Regions from separate parts of the Zea mays genome. Here region 2 is linked to region 1. Evidence: chromatin contacts called from public Hi-C data. All regions are on one chromosome and are shown on one strand. The core of a region is the stretch at or near the end of the contact, and the rest is flanking DNA. Distances in the headings are between cores, read along the strand shown.

The links. Hi-C and Micro-C count contacts between places; a contact is called where the count stands out from the background.
Region 2: a contact with region 1 is called in a Hi-C map of leaf, with 4 times the contacts expected there. The contact joins the promoter of LOC100280362 here to the enhancer-like site in region 1. A contact is called at or near these places in 3 of 25 Hi-C or Micro-C datasets (bundle sheath, ear and leaf).

What each region holds. Positions count from the first base shown.
Region 1 is chr2:59,593,803-59,599,509 of Zm-B73-REFERENCE-NAM-5.0, reverse strand. LOC103646505 (a long non-coding RNA gene) reads right to left here and starts at 829. Exons shown (of 4, transcript XR_562232.2): 1 at 726-829; 2 at 575-639; 3 at 470-476; 4 at 333-393. Within about 2 kb of position 3,524, at least 3 of the 20 cell types and tissues checked have an H3K27ac peak or open chromatin away from gene starts, as enhancers often do. A contact at or near this core is called in leaf, where this site is marked.
Region 2 is chr2:59,678,817-59,684,039 of Zm-B73-REFERENCE-NAM-5.0, reverse strand. It overlaps LOC100280362, which reads left to right and starts at 2,767. Exons shown (of 5, transcript NM_001357850.1): 1 at 2,767-3,033; 2 at 4,439-4,695; 3 at 4,796-5,007; 4 at 5,074-5,223. The coding sequence starts at 2,976. It also overlaps the pseudogene LOC103648676.

The DNA.
Region 1 (5,707 bases), core at 2,275-4,774:
ATTCATGGAAATAAGATTTTGTCGGGATTGCTTTTCAATTTTCTTTGAAAAATATTAAAATAGAAAAAAATCTCAACTAATCAATGCCACTTACACTTTTGCTCTGTCGAAGAAGCCTCCCAAGTCCCAAACTTGCAACGCTAGATATGGCTAGCCCAATCTGCAGTGTACTCCGGCCCGATTATAACACAGTTGGGCAACACTGTCTACATAATGATGATGATTATGATCTGATCTGTGACTGGTTATCAAATTATATGCATTCCCAGGACAGAATAAATACTGTATGATCCAAACAAAAAAATTCATATGTGTTACAAGAAACAACTTACGGAGAAAATCCCTCTGGATCAACCACAGAAGTTTGGCTGGCTCAAAAGAAACATCTTGCCCCTGCAGAGCCCCACAACATGATTTTGATATACTTCTATATTTCATAAATCTGAGACGTAGGTTAGTGAAGTTTTACCTTGACTCTAGTTTACCACAAGCTAAAGGGCAAAATGGAAATATGTTAGCAAAGGACAAACTGGGTACAATGAGAAGCTCGAATTAGAAATAGCAGGAAGCAAACCTTCCATAGAATTCTTCAGCAATTTCGACGGCAAATGAAAGTCTCGATATATCGGCTTCACGAATCTGTCGCCAAAAGTAAGTAAATTTCAACTCCTATCAAATAAACAAGAGGTGGTGAAGCCCTGAGGCATCATAAGATAGGAACTCACTGTTTCAGGAAGATTGTAGATCAGAACAGAACTTAAAACAGTTGCCAGAGCAAATATCCTGTCACAAGCAGAAAATCCAATATGTCCATAGCAATCTAGTGACTACCCCCACTGACTTGTTGTCGTCGATGTCGGCGTTGACGTTGCGATCCTAGGAAGAAAAGAAAATGCCTTACAAAATAGTTATTCTAACTCTGATATGATGAAAGAAGATTGCAGTAGAACAAGAAACAAAGGGTCATCATGCAGCGTGCCACCTTATATGTCAGATTTAATTTACACCTACTTAGTAACTAACTGAAGTTCCCAGTGAGCCTCAGCAGTTTTTAGTAACATATTCCTGAGGAAAAGCTTATCATATACTTATTGCGGACCAAGAATAGATACCAATAAACATACTGGAATTTGTAAACACAGTGATACCCCCATGGTCGAGTGCTTATCTAGCGTAACAATAAAACACTTGTTTTGAATGAACATCAGACATCATAGCAAAAATCCTGGTTAGTAAGGTTCCTCATAAAAATAAAATGCCTTACAGACATAGTGATTGTGAACATATTGAGTAAGTGATGCAATGTAGTAACAATTAGGCAACAATCAAATAGAGAACAGAAACACCACACACACGCGTCATCTTCATAGCCAAACAAGCTTTCATATTGATTTTTGCGCATATGCTTAAACAAATAATCTTCACTTATTGAGGTCACTAATACTCAGAGATCATTTAGCACTAAAGCTTCAGTGTCAGTCCTATTACTTGCAGAAAGTACTGGATACTAAAAAGGAGAAACAAAAATATGTGATGACATGGAAGACATTATTACTATAAAATACAAAGAGTAAGATCAGCTCACATTTTTAAGCAAAATTAGTAACTTGGAGTACACCACTGACAATTTAATAGATCAAGCTCTGATATTGGTTTGTATAAGTTATACAGTAGATGGAGGCAAAAGTTGTATATGCACTTAGCATATTGCCTAGCTAAACACAATCTAGGAGACACCATGTATTAAAGCAAAAACGAATCACAAAGGCGGGTAGAAGGAGAATATGCAAACCTATTTTGCAAGGTTGCAGTGTGTATCTTTTCCATTGCCTTCATGGTTTATACAATACATGCACAAACTAAAGGCAAGTAGTTACCTTCATGGTAGAATTTAGTTTGAAGCTCTCCTCCCTTTGTTTCCAGTTTTGGTGTCCTCCAAACAGCAGTGGAGGAGAATACATGCACACAAAAAAGGTAAGGCAATGAAGGCTTAACTGTTGCCATGGAAAAAGCAACTAATAAATACAGAATTATCTTCACAGGATATTTCCTCGCATTGGCAATCAACAACAACTCCACCAAACCCTTGTCAAGCCCATACGAAAGCAAGTATTCTGTCTACAATTGAATACTGTAAGTATATCAACATTCATCAAAGTGATTGTATCTGTTTAGGGTCGAAAGAGGTTGCCACAAAATAAAACATCACTGTAGGAAAAAACAGGATAATTGTACCATGACAAGAGCAAGAATGGGCAGTAAAACCCACCAGTCCCCACCGCCCGTCTGTACTCATCGCTTTGATCCAGTGCTAGAAAGCCAGCTTGAGGGCCTTGTCGTCTCTGGATAACCCCTAGCCCACCTATTACAAGATAGCGGCATGAGCAGTAGAGGCTTAAAAAGTATAAAACAAATTGGTTTCTAATGAACAGGAGGGGCTTTTCTCTGGTAGTTGTAGCAGTTAGGATCGACACATTTTTTATTTGAGATTCCCATCGCAACTGCAAAAGTCAATGTACCTAGGAATACATCTACCATCTAGAGCAGCTTATGCAGATGTTGTAGTTTCAGCATCAGAAAACTGAACTAATGCCTACAACAAGATTAAAAAAGCATAACCTTTAATAAAAGCATGAGCCTGGGCAAAGAAAAAATAGAGAAATCATGACAGTGTTATCAATAAAATACATTACTGCTATGGATGACAAATGAGATATGTGATAGAATAAGTAAAACCATCTCCTGATAACCAGATGCTTTCTCAAATGTAGCAAATGGAGGGAGATGCTTATCAAACCTGAATGTCTCTTACACTTTAAGCTCTCCTCACCCCAAACGTTGCCTCAAAGTCCACCCCTTGGAAGTCTAGAAAGTTTGGCCTGACAGGTCCATTCATCCAATCTGCTGAGTTGAGACATCTATAGAAGCCTGGGCACGATAGGCTGTCGTCACGCTTGGAGCCAAATTGTGGAAAACTCCGCTACCTCCCCAAAACAATCAATACTTTCTTATGCATTCAAGAAAAATATATTTATTACTCACCATTATGCAATCTCCATTTTCTGTCCAAGATTCATTCACATCTGTAGGATTAGCTTCCGAGAACTCTTAAAAAGGTCGTAAACTCCTGAAATAAAAGCAACATTAGCATAGTTTACATTCATCGGATTGTACTGACAAAGAAAGGGCACCTTCATATTTCCAAGAACATTCTGAGTCTTTGGATCATCATAGAGCGGTGTGACGTTACCAAATATTTTGCAGCTTCATAATCCAAATGGAAGGAAATAACATATGACGAAACGATGAAAGGGTAAGGAACAAATGGACGGAAAAATAAATCATAGAAATTTATGGAAAAGCACTCCTAAAATCAACTGAGAGCACGCACTAATCTCAGCTATTGGCGCTTCCACACCGTGCTGGCTAGGCGTGTGGCCGAGCTAGCCGCGTCTGTGTGGGGCAGAGCTAGGCACGTGGCTGGGCGCGCTGCCACGCCGCGTCCGCGTGAACCCTCACCACGCCGCCGTCGACGATCGCCCAGAAAATTTGCAACCTTCAGTTCGGACCTCACGGCAGCCATCGGATCTGCCCGCAAACGCCGCCTTCCTCTGCCACCGCCCTGGTTGGGAGTTCAGTGTACTAATATAAAGACAGCATGGAATCGAACAATAGAGTAGAACATGGTACGGTTCACATCTATCGCCTTCATCTGAAACTAAAATACTAAAGCTAACTGAAGAAACAAAATGCTACTGTTAGTGAACAGACATGTTACTTCTAACAATAAGCAAGGAAAATTATTCAGTATACTACTGGTGGCAGGAATTAGGAAATTCAGATGTTACATTTATCTACCTTGTTGGGAGTTCACTATACTAATATCAACTATAACAAATTTAGTAGGTCAGTAAAATTGCAAACAAATATCTTGTTAGCCTCATGTTTTTAGCCCTAAACCAGTGTAGTAGTGCTTATGAGCTGCCATGTGCAAACCGATAAAAAGGAGTTGTTTTGCAGACACTAAGAAGATCAACAGGCACAAAGTATTTGTGCGACAAAATAAATTGTGTCAAGTCTTTTACTTTGTGGCAGCAATCGTATTGGTTCCTCCACTTGGGTTCCTTTGCTGTTCTGCACACTGATTAAGCAGACCACAAATTAAGCACAACGTGAGGCCGCCGAACGGGAGTCAGCGGATCCGGCCCCGAACGTTCGCCTCAGGTCATTGCGCCTGTGCCTGCTCGATGGCCTTCTCCAGTGAGTGCAGGGACACCTGGTACATATAAATAATAATTATAAGTTGTTGTAATAAAAGGATCATATCCTCATGGCGTCTGAAACATTTTTTCTACCTTTTTAGCAACAATAAAACAAGAAAGACACACCTCTCAGTAACATTTTCGTCGGGCTTAGCGGTACCAGAAGCTTCAACAACATCACTGGTGCTTCCACCAGATGGGGCTTGAAAGGTGCAGGACCATATGCTCCTTCAGCTCCAGAACGCTCCCAAGGATTTGGTGGTGAATCTGCAAATCACATTTACAATACAGGTTAATAACATCAGAATCCAATGCTATTAGTAAATCAAGGATTATGTCAAGAACAATTCCAATGAATAACTAACGAGCACAGTTGCTGTACTGCCTACTCCAAACAGAACTGTGGATAACAAGCTTACAGACATTGATTCAGCATCAAAGCATGCACGCACAGGGGCTAAAATATTCTTGACCATCATGCAAGGGATTGCCTTAGAACTACATTTTCAAAAAAAATCCTGAATAGAATCCTGCTCGCAGCTACCATCATGTTGAATACAACTACTATATGAAATATATGTGTACCTTGCCTTGCACCCGAGTTACCAATAGAAGAAGTTGCCGAGGAGACTGTGCTCGCCGGCGATGTCCAAGAAGTTGAGAACCGGAAAGCAGAATAAAGTGTGTGGTAGGAACAGGTGTACGTAATCGGCTTCAGAGCTCTGAAATCAAGAACCAGAAAGCAAGTGAATGAGACATGTTTTATATAGAATCATGTATACTATGAGTTCCAATTAAAATTTAGTGCTCTTATAACTTTGAAATGTAATCCCTAACAGTGTGGTGTCATGTTAAATGGTTTTCAACTGAAGTAGTAAAATAATTTGTAAACAAGCACAATGCCAGTAAGGAGCTTCAACCACATTATACTATACAATGAATTGTAATACCGAACAGTTTGGTGTCATGTTAAATGGTTTTCAACTGAAGCAGTAAAATAATTTGTAAATTGCACCCTAAACCCTAAACAGTGATACCATGTTGATTGCAACAGAAACAAAATAAGTTAAATCTGAGACGTTCAAGCAAAAATATATTACACATAACCTGATTCACTATAATAACATCTGGAAGCAAAAATTTACATTACTAACATCCGAAAGAATACATGTGGTGGTCTATTTTCACTATTGTCTCTGTCTTCACTACTAAACAAGGCTAAATGGAAAGCATCACCGCCTGGTGATTCAAGACCTTGAGAACAATAGAAACAACAGTATCAAGAACAGAGTTGATGCACCTTAGTGATGTTCGATATTTCTGCACATCCAAGGAGGATGGGAGGAAGGGCGAGGAGAGATTGGCAGCATCGGGGAAGGAGATGAGGATGTTGGAGAAGCCCCTAGTGGGTGCTCATCGTCGGCGAAGGGCTTATACATGTAGAT
Region 2 (5,223 bases), core at 1,518-4,017, 85 kb before region 1:
AGATGGTCTTAGATAGCCTAATATGCACGATCTGCAATTCATTAAAGTTCATACACTTTTTTGAGAAAGGAAGGTGAGATAAAAAGTTTGCTAGATAGCCTAAGGAAGGAGCCAAAGTGAGTAATGGCTATGGTTTAGGTATGCTGAAAGAAGAAACAATGAAGAATATCAATAAGTTGTGTAACGAGTGATAATGGTGGTTGATTTTCACTAATTCCACTGAAAATAAATTTGTGGAGCATTTTTTTAGAAACTTCACTAAAATGATGAATCTAAATTTCACAGATCTAGACCGTTTAACCATTTTTTCTGAAATGGATCTGTTTTTGATAAATCTAGAGTTAAAAGAGTTATCCAGGAAAATCCCCGAACATACTGCAGAGGCGAAGCTAGGAGACAACACCGCCGAGGTCTTCAATATTGTAATCTGGAGTCTTCCATGTTACAGAACAGTGTGTAACAGTGATTTCCATTGATTTTACTACAAATCATAGGGGTCAGCTGACCCAATAGAAAAAGGTCTAGCTCTGCCCCTACATACTGCAAGATACATGCACATTCATTACTGTCACTGGAGTCTCATGTAGCCCCTGTTTGATTCAGCTTTTTGGAGCTTCTGGCCACCAAAAGCTGTTGCGGACTGTGAAACGCTCAACTTTTCGGTCAGCTTTTATAAAATTCGTTTCGGTAAAAACTATTCAAAATCAACATAAACACATAATCGGTTGAGTCGTTGCAATAGTAGGAATCCGTCACTTTCTAGATCCCGAGTCCTATGGACACCTTTATCTTTCTCCGCATGTAATCCTAATGATACTCAGATTCTCTACACAGTCAGATTCTCCCCACAGCCAGATACTCAGATTCTCTACACAGTCAGATTCGCGAGTCTATGACTAGTTGATTAGTACTGAGGTGCATTAAAATTTTAACTAAGTTTAAAGCACTTTAAACTTTCTTAAACTTTAACCGGTTTTACTGAAAATATCGTCAAACTTTGTACCTTCAAAGATATTCATTATAAAAATACATTTCATAATTAATCTAATATTATTTGTATGTATCTTAATTATTAATATTTTTAATATGTATTTAGATTTTTAAGACGAAAGAGTATCATCGTCAGGGGCGGACGGAAAGGAGAGGACAAAGTAAGTTATGGTCTCCCTCAATTTTTTATAACCTCTTGTACCTAATAGTTATCTACTGTTATCTCCCACAATTTTTTATAACCTCTTATACCTAGTTATCTACTGTTAAATTTAGAAAAATATAGTTTTGAGTGAGCTAAAAAAAGTCTTGTCTATAACTAGCTAGTTGATTAACAAGTACTGAGGTGCATTAAAATTTTAACTAAGTTTAGAGTACTTTAAACTTTCTTAAACTCCAACTAGTTTTACTGAAAATATAGTCAAACTTTGTACCTTCAAAGATATTTATTATAAAAATACATTTCATAACTATTCTAATAATATTTATATGTATCTTAAATATTAATATTTTTAATATATATTTAGTATTTTAAGACGGAAGAGTACCATCATCAGGGGCGGACGAAAAGGAGGGGACAAAGTGTGTTATGACCTCTCTCAATTTCTTATAACCTCTTATACCTAATGGTTATCTATTGTTAAGTATAGAAAAAGAATAAAGTTTTGAGAAACCTAAAATAGTCTTGTCTTGGATCTCCTTGTCGGATTAATGTAGTTCTTCCAACTCCTGTCCTCCTCCTCGACTGTGTCTTCATGTGTATCCGACCGGTCCCGTTATTTTCGATGCCGCTCGAACCATTCTGATGCCCCGTTTCGCAGCTCCTTCGTAACATGTGGCATCGCTTGACCTCGACCTCGCCCCTCCCTACTCGTTGTCGTCGTGACGTCAGTCTGCACGGTAGGCCCGATCTCGCTCGTTGCGATGATGAGACCTGACCCTGATGACCGGCGAGCTTGACGAACCAACGAGTCCTAACTCCCAGTCGGAGACGTCGTCTGACCTCGTCCATCATGTCTCAACGCCCTCGCCCTTTTAGGAGATGACCATTCGACAAGGTATATTGGCTTCGATTCTCCATCTTTTTTTAGATACAACTTTGCTAGGAGATGTTGGCTACTCTTAGGCATCCGTCGGCCACGAACAACTGATCTAATCCATACCCTCCTGAGGATTAGAATGAGATGGCACGTTCCATAGAGACTCGAAAGCATCATCATTATGACTTGGTGTATTTGGAAAAGCAGAAACAACTGGATTTTCAACGAGACTCCACCCACAACCAATGAGTATAAGGAAATGTTTAAAAAAGAAATGCGCCTGGTGTTCCATCGAGTTAAGCCTGCTATGAAGGAAAAAATTAGTAATTGGATGCAGAACTTTGTACTTCTTTTTCTGTAATCTGCACTCTTTGACTTACAAATAATAAAATATTGTAGGCCCTATCTACAGTAACTTCACTTAAAAAAAATATTGGCTTCGATTCGGTTAGTAAGAACTCAACGGTATATTTGCTTATTTTGTTTATATAGTTTTATTTTCAAACTTATGCCATAATATTGATATAAAACTTGAATTATGTGCACATTAGTTTTTTTTGTCAAACGGGTTTCTTGGTTCCATGGATTCGCGTCATGCATCCGTCGTCACTGGTTATCTTCACCTTATATCTTAGTATTTTTCTTTGGATCTGCGGACCCAGGTGACCCGTGCTGGAGTAGTTGACTGGCATATCAACAAAACAGTGAAAACACTGATCCCAACAGTCACCAGTGGCCGGCAGAAAGCAGAAGTTTTAAAGACACCGGGGCCTGCGTCTGCGTCTGCTTGGCCCCCCCCGGTAACAGCAGTTATCATCCCCATCTCCCGCCGTCCCGCGTGCTGATACTTGCTTGCATTGCCTGCCGTTTCCCCCGAGCCAACGACGACGTTCGACGGCCGTAGCCAAGAAGGTATCTCGCCCAAACAAAGGCCGTCAAGCCACCATGGCCGTGTCCGGCGAGAAGCCGCCACCGCCACCGCCACCGGCCACGGCGTCCGGCGGTATATACTCTCTCTCTCTCATCCGCCTCTTGATTCATGCGGCCCTTGTGATGTGTGTGATCTTGTTACTTGGCCGGCTGTGGTTCTTTTTGTGTCTCTTGATTCATGCGGGTAGGATTAATCTTTGTTTAATCCGCAAAAAAGGCCTTGATTATTCGATACTATCTATCTGTAATCCGCAAAAAGGCGATGAACTTTCCATGTTCTCGGTAGTGACTGTTCTGTATCGATTCTGCTGTCTCATCAACTAGTCGTCGGTCGCAAGGACTCGATCGCACGTCCATTTCGACGGTAGCTACAACAAGCATTTCCTGCAGAATAATATCTCGGTTTTATTTCTAGAAGGACGGTCGTTGTAGTTTATTTAAAGGGAAAAAAAGATCAGTTGTAGTAGATATGCGCTCTAGAGTCCAGAATGGCTTAAAGGACGATGGTTACGGATGGAAACCTTTTCCTCTCATCGCGTGCCGATAGCGAAACGGAAGCTTTTGTCAGTCCAGGGAGGGGAAAAAATTTCAAGGTGTTGAGCAGCCCCTTCGTTGGATATAGCAGAGCAGGCGACGTGCAAGACAATTAAAGCAATGCCTACGAGAGCGGACCCTGATATTTTTGTATGTGTGATTGTGATACGTGTCTGGCTTTAGGCTTTGGACCGAGAAATAGCTCGCTTTTCCACAGGGGGGAAATAAGGTGCCCCTTGGAAATGACAGTCGGTATTGGGTTCAGAACCAGGCTTTGAGATTACAATAGAGAAACTGGCAGCTTGAGCTGACGTAGCGTTTTATCAGAAGTCGTCAATATCGCCTGCTACGTATATCTTATAGTTTAATTGTTACTTGGGACATCGGTCTCTAGCTTGTCTGGACAACTGGTTCTCCTCCTCCTGATCGGATTTGATTTTTTTTACGAGCCGTCAAATGCATGGTTTGCTATAGGATATTCATATTTCAGAGACGTCTATCGCTTCTTAGCCTACCACCGCAACTCTGCTGTGGACCACCATTATTATTGGTTCTCCTCATCGGGCTTCGGGGTTCACAAGTCTGCATATTCTTCTCTAGTTTTTTCTTTGCTAGCTTTCAGGCTGTTTTCAATGCTACTTCAGACAGAGACGTCAATTTTTGTCTGACGCCTATTGAGGACCGCGGGTATAGTAGGGTTTTCAGATCCAGAGCACTAAACCAACTACTACCCGGCCGCCGCCGCCGCCGGTACATGTAAAAAAAGGCTTCGACCTGCGAGATGAACGCAACGGAGAGCATTCAACAAACCAAAACCGCATAACCAAAATGTTCAGACTAGCGCGTGGTAGTAGTAGTACTTGCAGTCATGTCATGCAGTTTGCCACGCCGCCGCGTGCACGCAGTTTGCCACGCTAGCTAATCTGTTCTCATTCCGCTCGCAGGAACGGCAAGGAAGCTCATCCTAGCGCTGCTTACATGTCTGTCGTCGGCGCTGCTGTACAGGCAGATTCAGCCGCTACCGCCCAAGATCCCCGGCACGCCGGGCGGCCCGCCGGTGACGGCGACCAGGACGAGGCTCAGCGACGGCAGGTACCTGGCCTATCTGGAAACCGGCGTCCCGAGGGAGAAGGCCAAGCACAGGCTCGTCTTTGTCCATGGGTTCGACTCCTGCAGACACGACGCGCTTCCGATCTCCACGGCACGCGCTTTGTTTTTACCTTTAGCTACTGTTTTTTGTGTTTCTGTGTGATAGATATTGGATGTGTTTCGCTGAATTGGTGAAACTGGTGTGGGTGCAGGAGCTTGCGCAAGAGCTGGGCGTTTACATGTTGTCCTTCGATCGCCCCGGGTACGCCGAGAGCGACCCGCACCCGGCCAGGACCGAGGAGAGCATCGCCCTCGACATCGCCGAGCTCGCCGACAACCTGCAGCTGGGTCGCAAGTTCTACCTTGCTGGCTTCTCCATGGGCGGCGAGATCATGTGGAGCTGCCTCAAGTACATCCCACACAGGTAGCACCAACCTGGACAACCAAATCAGCAACAGCAGCAAGCCTGAACATTGGTCTTGCCGCGCAGGCTCTCCGGCGTGGCCATTCTCGGCCCCGTAGGCAACTACTGGTGGCCCGGCTTGCCGTCGAACGTGTCGCGGGACGCCTGGTACCAGCAGCTCCCTCGGGACCAGTGGGCGGTCTGGGTCGCGCATCACCTGCCGTGGCTCACCTACTG